Regions from separate parts of the Ovis aries genome. Here region 2 is linked to region 1. A link is a contact called in public Hi-C data. All regions are on one chromosome and are shown on one strand. Each heading gives the region's core, a stretch centred on a gene start, on an enhancer-like site or on the middle of the called end of the contact. The rest is flanking DNA. Distances are from core to core; before and after follow the strand shown.

Evidence for each region. Hi-C and Micro-C count contacts between places; a contact is called where the count stands out from the background.
Region 2: a contact with region 1 is called in a Hi-C map of liver, with 3 times the contacts expected there. The contact joins the promoter of MAGI1 here to the enhancer-like site in region 1. A contact is called at or near these places in 3 of 16 Hi-C or Micro-C datasets (liver and skin fibroblasts).

The regions. Positions count from the first base shown.
Region 1 is chr19:35,447,527-35,450,777 of ARS-UI_Ramb_v3.0, forward strand. No RefSeq gene overlaps it. Among named protein-coding and RNA genes, the nearest start is that of TRNAY-GUA, 13 kb to the right of the region's middle. Within about 2 kb of position 1,680, at least 2 of the 54 cell types and tissues checked have an H3K27ac peak or open chromatin away from gene starts, as enhancers often do. A contact at or near this core is called in liver, where this site is marked.
Region 2 is chr19:35,498,863-35,502,113 of ARS-UI_Ramb_v3.0, forward strand. MAGI1 (membrane associated guanylate kinase, WW and PDZ domain containing 1) reads left to right here and starts at 1,618. Exons shown (of 24, transcript XM_060402248.1): 1 at 1,618-2,534. The coding sequence starts at 2,222. It overlaps LOC132658178 (a long non-coding RNA gene), which reads right to left and starts at 1,520. Exons shown (of 3, transcript XR_009597421.1): 1 at 290-1,520.

The DNA of each region.
Region 1 (3,251 bases), core at 430-2,929:
GGATAGGGGACCTGAGACAGAAGGAGCCTCCATCCTGGGTGCCAGGCTGCCCCCAGTTCCCAGGCGGGGCTGGACAGGGGACCCGAGACAGAAGGAGCTTCCATCCTGGGTGCCAGGCTGCCCCAGCTGCTCTTCTCTGAGCTTCCATGAGTCTGTGTTTTTGTCACTCCCAGCAAAAACAATGACTTCCTCTTGGCTGAGGATGTTTCTGCTTCCCATTTTATCAAATATGTAAATCTGGAAGAAACTCATAATTTGAGTCACAAAAGTAGAGAGAAGGACAGAGACTATAAACCAGTAACAATTTAGACTTATTTTGTACTTTTTTTTTTTAAAGTATTTATTGAGTACTAAAGAGCTTCCCAAGTGACTCAGTGAGTAAAGAATATGCCTGAAGTGCCAGAGACACAGGTTTGATCTCTCAGTCAGGAAGATCCCATGGAGAAGGGTATGGCAACCCACTCCAGTATTCTTGCCTGGAGAATCCCATGGACAGAGGAGCCTGGCGGGCTACTCATAGGGTTGCAAAGATCTGGGCATGACTGAGGCAACTGAACATGCATGCATTGAGTACTAATTTGTGAAGCTTCATTCATACTCACATGTGAACATCACAGTAACTTTGCTGATTATCTACATCAATCCTCATTTGAAAGATCAAAGCAAACACAATCCCAGTAGTCAAGCACTTACACAGGTGACTGCGGCAAGAGTTAAATCCAGGTGTGAACTAGGGTCAAGGCCAAAATTTTACCCCCTCCCCTTGCCCTCTCCAAGGTCAGCCAGGAAAGAACAGAAAGTAAACTGAAAAGATAGAGGCACATGACAGAAGGATGAAAATAAAGAATTGGTTTTAGACCCATTTCCAGAGTCCTCTTGGTGGTATCCAGTATTAATTGTGGCAATCACCACTGAGGCAATCACACATTTACAAATTTTTATAACTTGAAGGTACTGCCCAGAGTAAGATTTCCCATGCAGGAGAAGAGGGTCCTCATACTCTGCTTTTTGGCAAGCTTAGGTATGGCTCTCAGACCCAACCCTATCCATTGCCTGTTTTGTTTTGTTTTTAATAAAGTTTTATTGATGTAGAGCCACTCTTGTTCATTCAGGTGTTGGTTTTGGCTGTGGTTGCTTTCATACCTCACTGACAGAGGTGAGAGGTTGTAACAGAGCCATTAAAAGCCTTAAATATCCTCTACTCAATACTCTATAATGAACTGTATGGAAAAGAATTTAAAAAAGAATGGATATATGCCTATGTATAACTGATTCTCTTTGCTATAGAACAGAAAGTAACACAGCATTGTAAATTAACTATACAGTCCAATAAAAATTAAGTTTTAAAAAGCCTTAATATTGACAATCTGTCTTTAGTAAAGTAAAATAAATAAATAAGCAAACAGAAGTGAAGTGAAAGTGAAGTCGCTCAGTCGTGTCTGACTCTTTGCGACCCCATGGACTGTAGCCTAACAGGCTCCTCTGTCCATGGGATTTTCCAGGCAAGAATACTGGAGTGGGTTGCCACTTCCTTCTCCAGGGGATCTTCCCCACCCAGGGACTGAAACCGAGTCTCCCACATTGTATGCAGACGCTTTACTGTCTGAGCCACCAGGGAAGTAAACCTCAGTTAAATAGAGTCAGGAGACCAGAAGGGGGAGCCCTCACACCCTAGGAAGAAAGACTTTTCTTTCCTGGCAAGGACTCAGCCAATGAACAGTCATGGAGCCTTTGTTTACTCTAGCCCTCCCAACTTCCTTTTCCCCTCTATAAAAGCAGTTTCCTTCCCTGGCTGTGCAAGGATTGCTGGAGTTGCAGATTCAAATTGCAATTCTCTACAGATCCCAAATAAATGACCCCCACCTCTTTTTTTTTTTTTTTTTTTGCTGGAGAAATATCCAGCGGTCTACTTATTTCAGGTCAACACCCTTTACAGAAAAGTTTACCAACCTTTGCTCTCTGATGTGGCTACAGTTCAAAGATCTTCCTATTTATACCACACCAGCTCCATTGCAACATTAAGCTGAAGCCTTGGGACCAAACACTAAAAATCTGTTTCCATGGATTTTTCCACCGCTGAACACATGGATTCAGGGCTAATGCTGGACCTCTGTATCATAATGAAAACTTTAATTAAATATTCAGCGATACAAAACCCATTCAGACTCCCACTCTTTTGTGTGACCAGTCTGTACACCAGGAGACACCCCCTGAACCTTGTTAACACATGCCCTTGTGCACGCCTGTTACCTCGATGAAAAACGTGACAGTAATCTTAATTAAGTTTAAATCCACTGGATTCGTATTCTATCGAGTCACAATAAATGAATGTGAAAGAAAATGAAGACAGTCGCCTTAGGGAAGATGACTTTTAGAACAGGGTTGGGAAATAGAGGGAAAATGGGCATCTTGGCTGTCTTTTTGAACTGACAGAAAACTGTAGTGATTACATTATTCAGCAAGTAATGAAATGTTCCTACACACTTATTCTCAGAGGGGAGAACCTGGGGTTTTAATCAGTTGGTAATGCACTTCCCTCAAATCTTACAGATTTGTCAAATGCTGTAAATGAACCACAGTTTTCTCTCTTTTCGTCTCTGGGGCCCAGCTCTAGTTTTTCAATCAGCACAGGCAACTTTAAGCAGACAGGACAGCTGGGAAGGGAAACAACCCTTCCCAAGAACGGCTGAGCTCCACGTGCTGGCCCCAGCTGTGTGTGAAGGGCTGCCGACCCCACCGATCCCTCAGGTTTTTCTGAAGCCTCCTTTAAGGCGGCAGAGGCAGAAGGAGCTGCAACATTTAAAAATTTTCTGGGCTCCTAATGGAAAAGCACTCTTGGTAGGTAAAGTCTGGTTTCTGTGCTCGGTTCACAGCGACCACACAACGTGCTTTGATGCCTGACTCGGCGTGATCCTTTTCCTGTCTAATTTCAGCCACTTGTCATTTCTGTTTCCTCTTGGCTTCAAATGCATTGTGGCAATCCTTTCCTGAGGGCGGGGGTGGGGGGCTGTACCATCAATCTTCCTGTGGATTATTCACTGGTTGGATTATAGGAGGCATGTTTCTAATCCTAGCTGGGCTTCCACATGCCACCCAGCACGATCTCAGCCAAACCCTCTGCCATCTTACATGCTGGGGAAAGGAAAGCCAGTTTGAATTAGTTAATTCTGGTCTCTGCCTAAGAGAAACAGTACTACCGGAAGATTAAGAGGAAAGGCTTTTTCAGGGAGATGAACTTAGTTCTGAGCATC
Region 2 (3,251 bases), core at 368-2,867, 51 kb after region 1:
TACTAGAAGGCAATAGGATTTTTCAGTTTTGGAGATCTCAAGAGAGAAGTAGCAATGTTCTTCTCTTATTTTTATTGGCTTAGAAAAGTGCCCTATAAGCAGTGCTTTAAAATATTTAAATGTATGCCTATATATTTTAAGTTTTAGCGAGAAGAAGAGGAATTACCATGTAACTTGAAACCCCGAATGATTCCTGTTTTCAAATTACTACTAGTATTACTACTAGTAAGCTTTTATTATATATCCCCGTAATACTCCCAAGAATCTTGTCAGGTATTGTTACACTTACTTAAGAAACTCAGGGTCTGAGGGGTCCCAGCGCTTGGTCAAGATCACACGGACACTGGACCGGTGAGAACCTAAACCTCAGAGCCCAGCTCTCAACCGTGACCTCTGCGGCACCCCGTCCTTTCGGAATCCTTTACACTCACCTCCCTTATTTAGCACTTGAAATCTCTCTTGTGACCCAAGATGGATAAATAAGTTATAAATCACTGAGGAAAAGAAAATGTTTAGGAGACTATCGCCCAGGCCGATTGGGGAGTATTTAGGGAGGGTAGCCTTGCCGGTGCAGGATATTCTTTCTGTCCGCAGCCCCCGAGCACGTTCCGAAACCTAGCAGGGACATTAGCTGGCTCTACCCCCGCCCTCGGGCGGTGCCCGAGGCAACAGCAACTCCAGGCTGTGAATTCCGAGAGGTGGCTGCCGCGCCCACGCCCCCGCGGGCGCCAGGACTTGGGTGCAGATCCCAGACCCAGGAGTGATCCTTATCTCCTGGCCCCGGGGCGGGTCCAAAGGCTGCCCAGCTTAGCCAGGAACTTGAGTCCAGGACAGACGCCTGGTTCCAGAGGTCTCTGGCCGCCAGTTTTAAAGAGCTAGACCCTTTTCGGTTGAAGACCCCAAGCCTCTCTTGCTTTTAGGCTTCTTTCCCTCGCCTTATACTTTATCTGCGTCCAGAAAAGTTGGCCCTAAAGTTTAAGGATGCAGATAAGTGTGTGTATACGTGTGTGGGCGTGTGACGGATCCCATTTGGGGGACCACCACGGCCCCCCCTCCCCAGGGTCGCAGAGGCTGGGGCACACCCTACTCAAAGACCAGAACCCGCCCTCACAGTGCAGGTTGGGGGGAAGCCGGGCAGGCGCACTCCTCTGGGTTGGGGTCAGGGTATTAGAGGGAACTGCGGCGGGGGGTGGGCTGGGTGACGGACAGCGTGGCCAGCCACTGGCCGAGGGCGGTAAGGAAGCTTAGGCCGGCGTGTGTGCGTGCGTGTGTGCGTGAGTGTGAGCGCGAGGGTGAGTGTGCGCCTCCCCAACCCCCACCTGTTTGAAATGGTTTTAAAATACCCAAGCAGATTGCCCATGTTTTTAAGTTGCAGTCAGTTGGAGTAAAACACTTCCTCCTCTCCCAGACCCCCGAAGGGGCTATGCAGAGTCGTGAGCACTGAAATAAAAGTAGGAATGAGAAGGGTGTGTGAAGGGGGAGAAAAGTGGCTGATCCTGGAGAAGTCGGACTTAGGACCCAACGGGAAGCACATTGGAATCTCTCACTTCGGGAAGGCGGGGTGGGGCGGGCCGGCCGGCAGGCGGTCGCGGGGCGCATGCGCGCGCGTCTCCTCTTGCCGGCCGCTGCGCTCGGCGGCGCGGAATAGAATGAACTGTAACAAAACAAGCCGAGCCTTTGTATCTGCTTAAAGGGGACGCAGGCACTTCCCTCCTGTCCCCCCCGCCCCCGCTCAGCTACCGCGTCTCCAGGGCTCCCAGCAACTGCCTAGAAGGGCTTCCCTCACCCTCAGAAACTGCCCGCCAGCGAGGAAAGGCGACCCAGGCGGGAGGCAAAGAGGAGACACCGCATTTCTAAGAGGCAAGAAAGAAAGGAAGGAAAAAAAAAAATAATCCAAGCTGCGCAGAGTGGACTCTGGTCCCAGAGAGCACGGTCGGGCGCCGGAACGTGGACCGAGAAGCACCGGAATGCAAACAAAGCTCGCGGGCGCCTGTGCAGGGCTCGCGGGGAAGCCCAGAAAGTTTGTTTTATGATGGCTTGAGTGAGCGAGTGTGTGCAAGGGAGCGAGGCTGCCAAGTTTCTCTCTCCCGCTGCGTTGTTTGTGGGGGGAGATGTCTCTCCCATGAACCAGCAGGGGCTTGGGGGCTTGTGCTGTGGGGGGCACCTGTCTCTCATTTTATCATTATTTTTTTTGGCGGGCGTAGTAGGGGTGTAACTCATCATGTCGAAAGTGATCCAGAAGAAGAACCACTGGACTAGCAGGGTTCACGAATGCACCGTAAAACGGGGACCCCAGGGAGAGCTGGGGGTGACGGTGCTGGGGGGCGCGGAGAACGGAGAGTTTCCGTATGTCGGAGCGGTGACGGCTACCGAAGCGGCGGGGCTTCCCGGCGGCGGCGAGGGCCCTCGGCTGAGCGAGGGCGAGTTGCTACTGGAGGTGCAGGGGATCCGGGTGTCCGGCTTGCCCCGCTATGACGTACTGGGAGTCATCGACAGCTGCAAGGAGGCCGTCACCTTCAAAGCCGTCAGACAAGGTAAGTCGGGCCGCGCCTCCTGGAGGCGCCCCCAGAAAAGAACCGGCCTGAGAAGTCTCCCCCCCGCCCCCCTTCCGATTTCCCGCTTTTCTTCTGCGAACGCGGCGTAGGGGCGATGTTGAGGCCGTGTGCCCAGTGATGGTGAAATACACCAAGTTGTTGAGAGGCTGTGGGTTGCTTGCCCACCTGCGTTGGGAAGAGGGGCTTGGGTTAGCTCGGGGAAGCGCAGAGATTTTTCCCTGGCCCGGTTTGCTAACCTGTTATCTCTGCAACCAAGCGCAGCAGTGGCTTGCCTGCACCGGGAGGAGAGTTGGGGAACTGAGGCAGGGGCAAAGTGGACGCTCTCCTGGCTCCCTGGGCGAGTGTTGCAGCGGGCGCAGCTACTGTGTTCTTTGATCTCTTATTTGTTTTCAGACCTAGAGAATGGGTATGAAGGAGGTGAGGGTCTTTGATTGTTGGACATCCTTAATCAAAAAATCAGCATCACCCCGTGACCGGCCAGGTGGGCTAGGGCATCACCACCTTTCAGTCCTAAAGCTTGCAGCTTGAAGATCTTGCATTCACCCCACAGCTGGATGACGCATGTGTCTCAACCCGTGTGGCCTGGCCCCAGACTTTTGGGTGGCGTGGGGGGAGAGAATAGAGAGGGTATTTCAGCGCCATTCAAGCCCGAGTTTATACTGCCACCAACATCACCACCATCCCCATCACTGCAAC